Regions from separate parts of the Gossypium hirsutum genome. Here region 1 is linked to region 2. Evidence: chromatin contacts called from public Hi-C data. All regions are on one chromosome and are shown on one strand. The core of a region is the stretch at or near the end of the contact, and the rest is flanking DNA. Distances in the headings are between cores, read along the strand shown.

Region 1 (4,127 bases), core at 1,315-3,814, 220 kb after region 2:
GTCTTCCAAAAGCGTTTACCTCCGGAAGCAGTGGACCTTGTCTGCAGGTTCTTTCAGTACTCTCCCAATTTGCGATGCACTGCTGTAAGTTATGATATTCATGTTTTTGCTGCAATGAGTAGTAATGGTACAAATACCATTAACTTTTTTTTTTTATTTATCTTGTGGTGACAATTCTACTGAAGTTGGAGGCTTGCATTCACCCATTCTTTGATGAATTGAGGGACCCAAACACTCGACTTCCAAATGGCCGTCCACTTCCACCCCTCTTCAACTTTAAGCCTCAAGGTCAGTTTCACATGGTAGTTAAATACTTTTAGCATCATTATGCCATCAACAGACACCGCAGCTCGTTTACGTTACTGGAAATCACATTTCTTGCTACATGTATGCAATATGTTGAAATTAACCACAAATAGTACAAAAGCAAAACTCTTATAAGATACATGTTTTTTGAATGCTTGAAATTAATTAAATTGGCAGAGCTCTCGGGTGTCCCCCTGACGTTGTGAAGAAACTTATTCCGGAACATGCTCGTAAGCAGAATTTATTCATGGCGCTGCATGCTTAGCTACCTTTCCCAGGTTTCTTCTGCCACGCCATTTTCATTTGTATCATCATATATGTTATCATCATATGTAAAAAGCAAAAAAAAAAAAAAAAAGTATCATACCCGTGTCTTCTTTCATCGTTCTAGTACGAATAGTGTGTTTGAAAACCAAGTCATTAGAACACAGGAGATCCAAGGCTTGGAGTGCTGATGAACCTGTTTTGTTTTTTTTTTTTTTCCTTTGAAGACAATCATCTTAATTACTATAACATTTTATGTATACTTATTTGTGAGATGCTTTACTAAGTTCATGTCATCGTCTTTAAATTCAGGATTCAAATTAGGACCATGGACTTTTTCCCCTGTGATTGTTATAATAACATCCAAGTTTGGCTTGTGGCATTAGAAATCAATTTGGAATTGGTTGGATGAGGATTTGGTAGGTTTGGTGGTCCAATCACCTCCATAAAATCTGAAAATAAATGAACCGTTGAGAATCGAATCGGGTTAAAATTTTGGCAAAGAAAAAAGAAGGGAAAAAATGGAGATTGTTATGTAATCAAAAGAATAGGACCTCTGAACAAAAGGACAAGGTGGTTTCAACGATATAAAGTTCTTATTTTATTAGATTTCTTCTCATCCTTCATCATCATAGCTTACGCCACGTGTTTCCTCTACCTGTGCCCTTCCATAGAAATTGATCGTATTACCCTTTCCAGTTGTCTTTTTCATAACATTACCTTCATTCCCTGTTGTTCCTTGTCCCCAAAGATTAAAAGAAGAAATCATTCCATGTAGCTTCGTCTAGACCCAAATTTGACCATTCCACCAACCACTGAGTTACAACTAGATTGTTTCTTTTGATCAAGACAGCTTTAAGATCCACCTTAGGTTGACCATCTTGATCGATTTCGAGAAAGGGGGGGGGGGGTTCCAAGTTTGGTACCACCTGAGCTCTTGCATTTTTCTTTAAAAGGTTAACATGGAATGCTGGACGTAGCTTCAAATTATCTAGCACCAACATGCTAAAATGGTGGATTGCGAGATTGAAGGGGTTACCTGAACGTGAAAAAATGAATAATAAATAATATAGAATGGGTATAAATACCGTTACATGAAAGTTACACCCAATTAAAGCGTTTTAGCAAGAAATGTTTCTAAGTGTTGTTTTGGGTTCTCATTTCATTCCGAAGATGTTCACTTGTAAATTTTTGGATATTGACTAATATGTTTGGTTGTAGCTAACAGAATGGTTGTTTATTTGTGAATGTCATGCTTATACTCTTTAACAAGACTGGAATGGTTCTAAAGCTAAAACCTCATCAACTTATTTGCAATGTGATGCTTGCGATGGATATTTTTAAAACGCAAGATGTAAATATAATATGTAAATACAATTTCATGCAATTTTCATAGTATATTTTTAATTTTTTTTCCCTTACAGGCTATTATATAATTTTTGTGCAATATTAAAGGCATTATTACTTTTAAAGTAATGTATTTTTTGTTTCAATAAAGTAGGTTATATATTATTTTTATATTATTAATTTATATTTTAATAATAATTATATTAAGAACGTTATTAAATTATTTATTATTATTTTATTAAATTATAATTAATAATTATTTTATTAAAATTACTTTGGACATTTAAATATTTTTTCTTATGCTGTTACAACATCTATTCCATTAAACCAAACATGAGAATACAATTACAATTTTATTTAATTCTATTAAATCAAACAATTGAATTACTGATTACAATTTTATTCCATTCATCTCAATTAAACTTGGTGTAAACTCTAAATAATTAAATGAACTACACAGATACACAAACCTTAAATGATTGTGGGGGCATTTTACTTTATCGGGGTGAAAAAGAAAGGGAAAACAAGAGTTGATATTGGTGGAAAAAATCCAAATCCACTTTCAGACACTACCATGTCAAATGCAAAACAGAGAGCAGCACATAGTATAGGAGCAGAATTAGCACACCTTTTTTATTTATCCTTTACTTGTAACTTTCGTCTCCTGCACAGTTATCTATATTCATCTCCACTCCTCACTTTTTTTCACACGCAATATAAACTGCATCATCATCACTCATACCCAAATTTAAAAACTTTTGCTGCCTTTCACTTTCACTTCTAACTTATCTGCTGCTATCTCAAGCTTCTCTGTTGGCTTGGTCTCACTTGTAAGGTCTTCTCTCCCACAAATATCTGTTGTTTTACTTACTATTCTATTCTATTTCACTGTTTCATTTGATTAATAATACCCATTGCTTTATATTAGTATAGAAAACAAAAAGAAAGAGATGTCACTCTTTTGCCCCGTAATGCTTACTAATATCTTACGTATATTGAATACAAAATTACGATTTGAATTGATGTTTATATGTTGTGATTTGTAGTTACTCATTTATTTTTTTATAATTGTATACTTGTGCTTGTATTTTTCTTTCTCAATAAATGACAATAAAACCCGCCAGCACCAGGTGTTGTTTGTTTCCATATTGCAGAGAAGAACTTGAAGAAGAAAAAGTATGGCCTTTACTACCCTTAGACTCCCTCCTTATCCAAAGCTTGTTACCAACAACAGGTTTAGCGGCATCTTTGCTTCTCAATTTCATTCTTCCGCTTTACCATCAAGATTGGTGCTTGGTAGTTCCTCTTCCTGTGTGGGAACTCTTAGCTTAAGCATCAATCATCATAGCTCACGATGGTCCTCTACTACTTTCACATGCTTTTCTCAGACATCAGAGCTCTCCGTTTCAGTTGATACATATGGCAATAACAGTATGACTCTGCAACACCCCCTTTTCGTTTATTTTTCTATTTTTATGATTACCCTTTCCTCCATTTTCTCTATTATTCTTGTTTGTGGTTCATCTTTTTTTTTTCCTTTTTTATTTTCATGGTAAGCCAAAGAAAAAGATGGGACTCTCGTGTGATACTTTTTTCTTGGGGTTGTCTCGACTGATTTGATTTATCTATCCGATTTCAAAAACATTGGATGACACCGTTAATTTGACCGTTATGATGTTCTAGTTATTGGTGGAGGCGGAAGAGAACACGCTCTTTGCTATGCATTGCAGCGGTCGCCGTCTTGCGATGCTGTCTTCTGTGCACCAGGCAACGCGGGGATTTCCACCTCGGGGAATGCAACCTGTATTCCTGACCTTGACATCTTTGATAGCTTAGCTGTGATTTCTTTTTGCAGCAAATGGGGTGTTGGTTTGGTGGTTGTTGGACCCGAAGCTCCCCTTGTTTCAGGTCTTGCCAATGATTTGGTAACGGCTGGAATTCCTACTTTTGGCCCTTCAGCTGAGGCAGCTGCTTTGGAAGGTTCTAAGGACTTCATGAAGACTATATGTCATAGATATGGGATTTCTACTGCTAAGGTTTCTTTCATTTGTTTGCAAAAAAACATTTTACCATTATTGCTTTTGGTTACTTATTTCTTTTAAATGTTTGGTTTAGTATCAAACATTTTCAGATGCATCAGCTGCAAAGCAATATATTAAAGAGCAAGGAGCACCTATTGTTATCAAAGCAGATGGACTCGCTGCTGGAAA
Region 2 (4,156 bases), core at 54-2,553:
GTTAGTAGAAATAAGAATAAGTCTATGATCCAATTAAGATGATAAACTAAAGTATGCGGGAAAGCAGAGATCCAATAATCATTTGCTAAAGCCCGGTCAATCCGTTCATGAATGTTACCTCTTTTCCAAGTAAAAGCAGGACCTATGAATCCAAGATCCTGCAGATTACAAGATTCGAAAAAATTCCCAAAAATCTTGCATCTCTTACCCGTTGACCGATCACTCTTTTTATCATTAGGAGAGAGAATAGCATTGAAGTCTCCTAAGATAAGCCAAGGTAATGGACCGGGAGGTAAAACTTCTAATAAATCGGATGGTTATGCATAATATTGATGCGAATATTATCCTTCCATCCAACCCAAATGCCCCTTGCAAAACCAATAGACTCAATGCGATGAGAGAAATCAAAACCCAACTTATCAATAATAGCATTAGCTTTTTTACCACTAACTCGTGGCTCAAAAAGACAAACAATATCCGGATTATGCTCAAGATTATACTCACGAAAAGCCCGTAAAAATTTACTACTTGCGCAACCTTGGCAGTTCCAAGAGAAAATAGATAAATTTAAATCCATAAAAAAAGATAAAAAGGAACGAAAAGAGTAAAAATCTAAAAATTAAAATCAAAATATCCAAAAAAAAATGAATCAATCTTAGATACTATTACCCGAACCTTGACCAGCCACCTCCAAGTTAACACCTCGCAAATTGGAAACTGTCTGAGCTAACCTGATCATAGAGTCACTCAAAGGAACTCTAGAGGAATTTTTATTTTTAAAATTAATCCCTTTCCCATGCGTAACTTTATTTATCTTTTTTGTAGCCCCAAACCCTCCATCTTTAATAACCACTGACTTCCCCAAAGTATGTGGCTTATTACCCCCAAAATCTGTGGTGTTCTTTTTCCTTAAAAAATTCCCTCTAGCTGATTCCTTCTTGTTGAAAGATACTGCAGTATGTTTCTAAGGATCTAAGCCTCCAATAGGATCGGTGACTTTAATTTCAACCAATTCTGGCACCATCAAATCAGCTTTGTTCTGTATGCCTAAAGCATCACCATCGTTATCCTCCTATCCAACAAAAATAGGGTTAAGACAAGAATTATTCATATTAAAAAAATTAGCAAAATTTGGAGATGAATTAAAACTTAGAGTGTCGGTCGACGTGCTAATAGCATGAGCACTTAAAGACTTAGAAGATCCCTCTGTAGTGTCAACTTGAAACTCGAATTTAGTGCTTGGTCTGTCTAGCACATTAATTCGACTTGACCCATCGCAGGTAGTGGCCTTATCCGATGTGGCAGCATCTGGGCCTCTTGCACCATTAGCCTCAACATTACCAGCAATGAAAGGGACTATTGGGCCGTCCATAGCAGGCCTGCTCATTTTATAAATCTCAGGCCCGACACTCTTTTTAACTCCCCATATCCGCTCATTTCCCTTATTATTTTCCCTTATCTGCTCTGTAACTTTTCCAACATCCACCGCTTGACCCTCTATTCCCTTCTTTGTTCCAACATTCAAATTCAGATTTTTTATATTTGTCAAGGCGTCAAAACTGGAGCTTGATTTTCCTTGATCCCGAAGATTCTCTTTACTGGAATTAATGTTCCTAGATTTGCACCTATTTTTATTCTCGACAACCATCCATAGCCTGTACGTTGCTCCGTCTTCTTCGGTTGCCCTCTTCACCGGAATATCACTGATTTGCTCCTTTTCGGATAACAATCCCGGTTGCTCTACGACACAGAGCTCTTTAGTATGGCCATATTTTCCACAAGTAAAAGAAATCGTGGGTAGAGCTTCATATTCAACCTTTTGATGTAACCCCAAGGACTTGAGTAGTCAGGGGTCTATCGAGATTAATATAAACAGCCATTCGGGCAAACCTTCCTCTAGTTCTGCTGTTTGTATTGAAGTCCAAACGGACAACTTTACCGATCATACCTCCTATTTCTTCGAGTATTCTTCTTTTATACAGGAACCCTGAAAGACCTGGTAGTCTTATCCAAGCTAACACCATGCTTGGATATGCTTGAGATAGAGTGAAATCCTTTGTCCAAGGTTGGACAGTCAGGTATTGTCCATAAATCATCCAAGGCCCCTGCGACAAAACCTTAGCATAGTCATCTGGGGATTGAAACTTAGCGAGGAAATATCCATTCTCAATGTCCATGAGATGGAAAGGCATGGAAGGGTTCCATAAATTACTTATGCGGTTGTTTAAAGCTCCATAACCAATATTCCTTCCAAGTAGTTTTATGACAACTGTTTGCTCCATTTCTTTATATAATATTTGTTGAATCCTCTCAGAAAAATCAATGGCGGGGATTCCATTGACCATAGATCTATGTATGTCTCCCTCCAAAATTTCTAAGTCAACATCGACACTGAAACCAAAAGAGACCACTCCAACCGTATTCAGATCTCCAGGATTAGTCCCCAACAATTTGTCCTCCCAGGAGATTGAAGAACTAGCTCTCGTTTCCACCAACATATCGGTGATTTTCCCATTATTATCTTCTTTGAATCTAATTTTCTTTGTATTAGGATTATCGTCCACCCGCACTCCGCCACCATCTTCAACCACCGGCAGAGAACAGATACCATCAACATCCAGAGCGTTTTCCATTTTCTTTTATATATATATTTAATATCACTTAATGATAGAGATTTTTAATTTATCACATTTAATACTTTCTTCTCGGTGTATAACTAAATCTGCAAATACATTTAATAAATATAAATTCTTTTTCTTTGAATTTTTATGCTTTTATTTCCCTAAATAGTACTATTAATGACACCAAACTTTTTGGGGGCATTACAGTTCTTAATCTTAGGTTTATTATGCTTTGAAATATGGGCTTTGAAACAATGAGGGGACTAAAGTGTTAGTGTGTCTAATGTGCCTAAGTTATGGGCTATTGTAGATGACCTTAAGATTGCTTGGAACAAAGGATACAAACAAGTTGCAGTGGTAGTTGACTGCTTGTAGGCTATTAATTTGATTACTACACTAGATGCGCATAGAAATGCTTATGCTTTGGCAAGGAGAATCAATAGTCTGCGAGGTGGGAACTGAAATATTATGGTGAAGCATGTTCGTCTCAAAGCTAGCATGGTAGTTGATTTAATCTTGAAGTTGAAACCATAATGATCAAGTTAGCTACAAAGTTTTATAAAAATTCTATCAGTGGTGGAACTGACTCTTGACTTGAGAGGGATAATGGCTCTAGTGGGTCTGCTTGCATATGTTTCAATTTGTTTAGTTTGTTAGCTATTTTGGTTCATAGCACCTTATGTCTTGAAAAAACCTATGACAAACTTGAGTGGAGTTTCATTAGGAATATTCTATGTTTTTTAAAGTTTCTCAAGAAGTTGGTTTGTCTTATCATGCAATGGATTTCCACTTCATTTATTTCAATTCTCCTCAATGGATCAAAGCTTGAAAATTTTGTTCCAACAAGAAGAATCCGACAAGGAGATCCGTTGCCTCCTTATATTTTCAACCACTATATGGAGTATCTCAAATCACCTTATCTTGAGAGAAATTGAAAATAAATCTTGGCAGCCAATTAGTGCATCTAGAGGAGGCCCACCACTCACCCACCTCTTTTTTGCAGATGATGTGATTCTCTTTACAAAATCTAATAAAATTTTCGCTCAATCCATCATGATTACTCTTAATACCTTTATGGAACAATCGGGGAAAATCATAAATCTACAGAAATCCAAAGTTCTTTTCTCTACTAAAAAGGAGGAAAACAGTAAAGCTAGAATAGTGAACACCGTTAAAATACAAGAGACAAAATACCTTAGGAAATATTTGGGTTTCCTGATTCACTTGTCTAAAGTCTCTAAAAAAGGGTATGATTTCATCATTAAAAAAGTTCAAGGGAAGTTGAGTTCTTGGAAAGAAAATTATTATCTCTATCTGGAAGACTAGTTCTTATCTAGGTGACTATGGCCACAACTCTTAATTACTATATGCAGTGTAGATTTTTGCCAGCTATCACTTTAGCTAGTTTGGATTGCATCAAAAGAAGAAAAAATTAAGGGGGAGGGAAGAACTAAATATTCAAGGAAATTGTATCTTATAAGTTGTGATAACTTAACAATACCCAAGTAGATTGGTAGGCTTGGAATTAGAGTTTA

What was found. Hi-C and Micro-C count contacts between places; a contact is called where the count stands out from the background.
Region 1: a Hi-C map of leaf shows a contact between it and region 2, with 2.1 times the contacts expected there. The contact joins the promoter of LOC107925438 here to the enhancer-like site in region 2. A contact is called at or near these places in 2 of 34 Hi-C or Micro-C datasets (both in leaf).

Annotation. Positions count from the first base shown.
Region 1 is chrA01:111,752,713-111,756,839 of Gossypium_hirsutum_v2.1, forward strand. LOC107925438 (phosphoribosylamine--glycine ligase) reads left to right here and starts at 2,565. Exons shown (of 5, transcript XM_016856109.2): 1 at 2,565-2,752; 2 at 3,048-3,348; 3 at 3,601-3,953; 4 at 4,033-4,127. The coding sequence starts at 3,096. It overlaps LOC107925440 (shaggy-related protein kinase kappa), which reads left to right. Exons shown (of 14, transcript XR_005927107.1): 11 at 1-84; 12 at 186-288; 13 at 484-584; 14 at 883-1,867.
Region 2 is chrA01:111,532,463-111,536,618 of Gossypium_hirsutum_v2.1, forward strand. No RefSeq gene overlaps it. Among protein-coding and RNA genes, the nearest start is that of LOC107925402, 8.0 kb to the left of the region's middle. Within about 2 kb of position 1,304, at least 8 of the 9 cell types and tissues checked have an H3K27ac peak or open chromatin away from gene starts, as enhancers often do. A contact at or near this core is called in leaf, where this site is marked.